Regions from separate parts of the Gossypium arboreum genome. Here region 2 is linked to region 1. Evidence: chromatin contacts called from public Hi-C data. All regions are on one chromosome and are shown on one strand. Each heading gives the region's core, a stretch centred on a gene start, on an enhancer-like site or on the middle of the called end of the contact. The rest is flanking DNA. Distances are from core to core; before and after follow the strand shown. Region 1 holds the start of LOC108464911 (RNA demethylase ALKBH10B). Region 2 holds the start of LOC108486483 (anthranilate synthase beta subunit 1, chloroplastic-like).

The links. Hi-C and Micro-C count contacts between places; a contact is called where the count stands out from the background.
Region 2: a contact with region 1 is called in a Hi-C map of leaf, with 3 times the contacts expected there. The contact joins the promoter of LOC108486483 here to the promoter of LOC108464911 in region 1. A contact is called at or near these places in 2 of 5 Hi-C or Micro-C datasets (both in leaf).

The regions. Positions count from the first base shown.
Region 1 is chr3:37,798,255-37,801,460 of ASM2569848v2, reverse strand. LOC108464911 (RNA demethylase ALKBH10B) reads left to right here and starts at 1,360. Exons shown (of 8, transcript XM_017765196.2): 1 at 1,360-2,403. The coding sequence starts at 1,797.
Region 2 is chr3:37,994,933-37,998,677 of ASM2569848v2, reverse strand. It overlaps LOC108486483 (anthranilate synthase beta subunit 1, chloroplastic-like), which reads right to left and starts at 1,928. Exons shown (of 6, transcript XM_053026170.1): 1 at 1,296-1,928; 2 at 243-280; 3 at 28-138. The coding sequence starts at 1,459.

The DNA of each region.
Region 1 (3,206 bases), core at 111-2,610:
GTTCCCTTCAAACAATGATGTTGCAATACCTATGCTTGTGGCATGGTTTCCACTCAATTTTGGGTCACCAACATGCTCCTGCAGCATTCAATCACTCATTAGGGTCCAAATGGTGCCCTTGGCCAATTTAGGTCTCATAATAGGACAAAATAAGCATAAAATGCATGAAGAGCTTATTAAAGCTAAAGAACGAAAAATAAATGAAAACCATGAAAAAGACATTAAAATTACTTGAGAATAAACTCATTAAGAGTGCCGATGAGCCTAATTTGACATATCAAATTACAACAGATTAATCTTACACGTGGTGAAAGCGAATCCTAAAATTCGTGTGTTTGTTACTAATATCCGCAATAAATATGATTACATTATACCTTATTACAAAGCATGGGTTGCAAAACAGAAAGTAATAGCAAAAATACATAACGAATAGGATAAATCATATAATGATCTAGGACAATGGTTAAACATACTAAATCTATAAATCTCAACAACCATCATAAAAAATATTCCATAAGATCATGGTTTCATGGATGAATCTTTCCTCAAATTGTTTCCATTAAGTATCAATGTTGATTTTTTTTTACAAACATGCACCGAAAAAAATAAATTATCATTATTTTTGCTTTTTCTTTGAAACCTGGAAAATCCTGTGGAGATCATTTTCAAGACTTTTGATCAAACGTGTGAATTCTACAAATGTTCCACTTTATTTCTTCTCAATAATCCAATGATGGATTAGGGTTTTTTTTTAAACCATATCATTTTTGAAATGTTAGTAAAATAAGATGAATGTAATTTGTGTTGTTGAGGGATTATCCGAATTCGTTAACAACAAATTGTTTTTGGAACATTTATTTTTCATTTCATCAGTATATTCAACACTACTCTATTATATTAATTAATACATTAAATGGATGAATGGTTTTAGGGTTTAATTAATTTCTAAAAGAGTTTAGTGGTTGCCTCCACCCTTAAATCTAAAAATTAAATGAAAATATATACTTTGAATCACATGTTATGTCTTAATGATTAAGGGTATTTATTATATCAAATGTGATTTGAATTTGAATCAATTCAATTTTACTTTCTTCTTATAAATCAAAAAATTAAAATAAAAAATATTTTATATATAAAACATCAAAATAAATCTTTAACCATAAAATTTTAATATCCTTCAATTTGCGAATTATCAATAAAAAACAAAATATTGTGCATATGTGATTCAGCTTCAGTTTGGTGGCTTCTTCACACATTGTATACGTTCTTAAACCACTTTATTTAAATCTCAAAATATACATATAAATCTTTGAAAAATAAAAAAAGTTTGGACTCTATTTAAGCCCATCCACATGCGTAAGGAAGAAGCAATTTTTTTAGTTTTGTTTTTCCTTTTTCAACTTAAAATAATGAAAAAAAATCAAACCCTAGATGTGTTTTTATTTTAAAAAAATTGAGCATTGACACTCCCCATCTTCACGTCACACTTTTCTTTTACTGTAACTTCACACGCCCATCACACAACAAAAAAAGAGCATTGCAAAGACTTAGCTTCCAGATCTGACTAAACTAGACCACCATTTTCTCCTTAGTTTTTTTTCTCATTCTAAATATTTTATTAGATCCAATTGGAATCGAAGATTAAAACTCTATTGCTAAATTTTCTTTCACTCAATTCTATCTTATTTTAAATTAATTTTTAGTGTTGGTTGGATTTTGTGGGATTTGAATTAGTTAGATCTGAATTGGGGTATTTTAAATTTCTTTTTCCTCGATTGGTTAGGGAGTTTTTCTCAATGGCAATGCCATCGGGAAATGTAGTTTCATCTGATAAAATGCAGTTTGCTGCTCCTCCAGCTGCAGGAGCTGGCGGCGGCGGAGGTGGAGCTGCTGGAGGTGAGATCCACCAGCACCATCCTCGGCAATGGTTCCCCGATGAGCGTGATGGCTTCATCTATTGGTTGCGAGGGGAATTCGCCGCCGCCAATGCTATGATTGACTCTCTTTGTCAACATTTGCGTGAGGTTGGAGAAGTAGGGGAGTATGAAGCCGTGATTGCTTGCATTCAACAAAGGAGATCTAATTGGAACCCCGTGCTTCATATGCAGCAGTACTTTTCTGTTGCTGAGGTCTCCTACGCGCTTCAACAGGTCTCCTGGAGAAGGAGACAAAGGCCGTATGATCAAGGGAAACTTGGGGGAAAAGAGTACAAAAGATCTGGCTTTGGGTTTAAGGGGCATAGGTTAGAGGTGGCTAAAGAAATGCAGAATTCTGGCGTGGATAATGATGCGAATTTGACTGTTAACACAATTTCAGACAGAAACGATAGGAAGACTGAGAAATGTGATGACAATAAATCGTGTGGGGAGAATAAAGTTTCAGCAGTCTCGGAGGATATAAAAGGTAACTTTTGGTTTATGTTTCTTTCTTTATCTTTTTTATTTACGTTGTGTGAACATTAAAATTTTCAGTTAATGTTACCTTGTATTCTGTATCTTTTTATGTTTGGTTTTTGGTTTCTGATTGGGATGATTGAAAGTTGTATTTCTAAATGGGATTTTGGGTGTTGATTTTGCTGACTTATCAACTATTTCCTTGATTAAAAAGCTTGGTGTTGCCATATGCATGTTTCTTTCTTGGATTAGACATATTATCCCAAACAAGAAATTGTTTATTTAATGTTTAAAACGAGCTTTTTCTTATTTGGAAATTGCTATCAGGTTCTCTATTTCCCGCTTTGACCTTAATATGTATATACCTACCTAATTGAAAGTTGCACTATTTGTTTGCAAGTGGATTTATAAAGGCAGGTACTTTTTACATCTGAGAGTGGCATCGTGGGAGATGGGTGAAAACAAAATAAGAGGCATGCATTTAATAGCTAGTCTGTGCTCTGTTTTGTGTTTGTGTGTGTGTTTATTGAAATAATATATGCTTGTGGTAAATGATACTATGAAATGTATGGTTAGTAACTTAGTACTTGGATATAATAAGTTATTTCTATGTTCAATATAAACCAAAAATTAATTGAATGGCATAGGTTAAAAACCTCATCAACTCCTTGCTGTTCTAGAAAAAATCATACCTACACCCACTTGAGAGATGGGTGAAAGAAAAATAAGAGATGTGCATTTGATAACTATTCCGCGCTTTGTTGTTTTTCTTTCATATGGTTTATTATGGTAAATGATAATGTGATATGCATA
Region 2 (3,745 bases), core at 679-3,178, 200 kb before region 1:
TTGCTTAAGGTATCCTAGAATGCTCACCTCCAAAAGCGTCACCGATGCACTGCAAACCCATACAAACACCAAACAAAGGTACAATAGGTCCAAGTTCCAAAACTGTTTTCAATGATATTCCAGAATCTTGGGGTGTTCCTATATGAAGGATAGAATACAAAGTATACATCAAATGCTTAAATATGAAAATTCTCATGTTTAATTTATTTATAGTTTGAAAAAAATATATAACAAACTATTACCTGGACCAGGAGAGATAAGCACTCCCCTAGGATTTTTCCTACAAATATACAAGAAAAGTGTCGTTATTGAATCAAATATTTCGAGATTATATGTTAACAAGTAATCATTCACCACCCAAGTAACCATCATGTTAAATGAGTGGATTATAAAAACACATTGCAGCAGTAAGAAGCTTAGTTCTTACATTTTTAACTCTTCTACTGTCAACTCATCATTTCGATAAACCTCAAAATGACATCCAAGCCCTCCCACATACTACAAAATTATAGGTAAACTCTGAGGACATTCAACATGATGAAGAAACAACATTTCAAGTACTGGAAATTCTGTAATGTAAATTCTATTATTCATTTCGTAAGGTGATGATAAAAACGAACAGTAGACCTTCTTAAAAGGAGAAAGACAAGAATCAAGCAGGGACGGTCCCCACATTCGTGTGGTCAAATATAATTCTATTCCCTAATACTGTCTGTTTCTCAACATTTTTTCTTACCATAAAAAAAAGGGAAGATAAAGTCTTTTTTTTATTGCAATTGTGGCAATCTCTGACCAGATACTTTGCACTTGCTGTTGAGTACTGAATTTCATTGGTCAAGACCATCAAATTGGACCTCCATTATAAAGGATGCCGAATTCAAATCACCACAGCATAGGTAACTTTCAACACAACACATCATTTTTCTGGTTGATACCCACAAACCATATTTGCCTTCAATTGACAATTAGCCATAACGAAATTACAACGTTTCTATACCATATACATGCATGTATACATACAAACAAACATATATGATATATTATAAGGAAAAAAACATATCTAATAAAGTACTTTCTTCCTATTATAGTCAAGTTAATTGGGTTTCTTAACTTTAATAAAATTATCAAGTCTTCCCTATATTCTCACGCATAGTGAAAACTGGAAACGAGTAATTCTATATTGTTTTCGTAAAGATTTCTAGGCAATCAACAGCGTTTCAGAATCAAGGGAAACTCAGAGAAGACGAAAGATTAGACAGAGAGAAGGAAACAAATTTTTGAAGATGCAATTAAACCTGGCAAAGATTGTAGGTGAAACTATCATAATTGTCAATGACGATAATGGGATTCTTGCTGATTTTCTTGTTTTCCGGAATTGAAGATGTTGAATCCGATACAGCCGATGCGAATGAGAGTTTTCCCACAACCCCACTTCTCTTGATTGGCAAAAAGCAAACATCTGCAAAGCAAACCAGAAAAAGAACGTCCCTGTGATACTCTGTACGAGAGAGAGAGAGAGAGAGAGAGAGAGAGAGAGAGACTTGATGAAGGAGAGAGCTTGGAGAGGTGAGACAGAGACGGGTTTTGAAGGGATTTAGCAGAAAGTGAAGGTTTTGGATGAACCAGAGATAAGTGAGTAATAAAATTAGCCGCCATTTTTCTAGTAATGAGTGAAAGTATTAGAATGTGGGAAGGGCAGTTCAGGTTCACTGTTTCTCGGAGAATAAGACTGAGAATGATTCAAGTAGTGAGAATATTGTTTATATAGGAACATCTTTTCAATGTTCAGTGTTGAGATCCAGAAATGGAAACGTGTAGTGTAATTTGGACAACTCTTTTTAGGATGGTGAATTGTATCCTCTTCAATCGTTGTTTCTATGGATTATGGAAGGAAATCTGAATTCTTATTGGGAAATCTAAAATATGATTGGCATGGAGCCAGCCTGTTGCTACTTTTATTTATAGATTAAGGAATATTTTGTTAAAAATTTTGTTTATTTCTATTATTACAATCCGATCCTTACACAACAAAATAATATATATATATTGATTATTTTGTTAGTCAAACTAGTTTTTAATAATAAAAATAGATAATATTATTAATAAAACGATTAATTTATTTTTTAATCTAACCTATAGAAATTAATTTATCAATTTCTTCAATATAATTATTATAGGTATTTTAATAAATTAAATTATTATAAATATTTATAAATTTAATTTAAGTTTTTATATTTTCTTTAAATATATAATTCATACAGGATTTCACCCTTGTGATTTAATAATGATGAATATCAAATCCAACCAAACAAAATTGACTCAAAAATAAAATTTGTATATAGTGAAATAAATAGGTGTAAAATAAAAAGTAAAGGAAAAATAAAAATAAAATTGCTAAAATGAAAATCGTAATTAAAACTTGATCATTCAATATAATAAGAATATAGTTAAAGGCAAAATGCATTAGTTTGATTAATAACAAAATTTTCGATAATGACGTAAAATTTGTTCATTATTTTTCAAAAATATATTTATGATTTAATTTAAAATATAATAATTTATCAATAAAAGATTCATCTAACAAGCAACAAACATACAATTAAAGTCATTTAAATTATTTTATATATTTTTATAATATATTCACCATGTTATTTGTCATAAATACTAAAATAATTAAATAACTACTTAATTTAAAAATTTTAATTGCAAACTATCAAATATGTTATTTACATTTAATAAACATGAATATTTAGTAAGAAAGAATAAAAATCAATTTCTTTTTGATTAAAAAGAAAAGTTTAGTAACTCATAATAAAAGAAAAACAAAAATAAAAACTCCGAAATTTCACTCTCTTCTATTGAAACCTACAGGCAACTAAAACCCTAAAAGAAAAATAAATAAAATGGAATCATATTTGTTTCCCTCGAAGTAAAAAAAAAAAAGGATAATAATAACCAATTCTATATTTAATTTTCCTAATTAATCCTAACTAAAAACATATGCACAATTGAATTTATTAATATATTCCATATGGATTACTTGTGCACAAAGAATTAGTAGTGAGTAGAATGAGCTTGCGCCTCATGTTGTTTTCAACAAAATATCACATATATAATAATAGTAACAAATATGTCTAAATATTTTAATAATTAATTTCTAATTGTTCATGGGTAGATTAGAAAATATGGTTAATGTTCAAAAGTTATATATTAGGGTTATGGTCTCGAAATTACACATATGTAACTTTTTTAATATCCCATTTTAAAAAAAAAAGAGAGCCACCTCCTTTAAATTACTTGTGTGCTAATTTGGAAGATCAAAATCATAAAATCTGAAGATTTCAAGAAATCACTAGATTCAGATACGCTTCCGCGTCTTCTTTTGTTTTTGATTTATTATTAATGATTTGACATGATAGATCCTGGTTTGTTAAGTTTTATATTAGATCTTGTTTTGCGGTTCTAACAAGTAGCATCCGAGTCTTGTTGTGTCAAATAATTGAGAATGAGTTATTTTTTATTATATATGGATTAATTCATTCTTCATAAAAAAAAAATCAGTTTGAAATAAAAATTGCACAAGTTTTAGGGTTATATGGGGAAGCTTTTAAGTTTTAAAATTTTGAATATTTGTGTGATGTTAAAAATCAATGGATTGAGTTTGTTGACTTGAATCATAGGCGATTAGTCCTTCATATACATCAAAATGATTTTATTTGTTATTTTTCTTATTGCTTCAAAACCT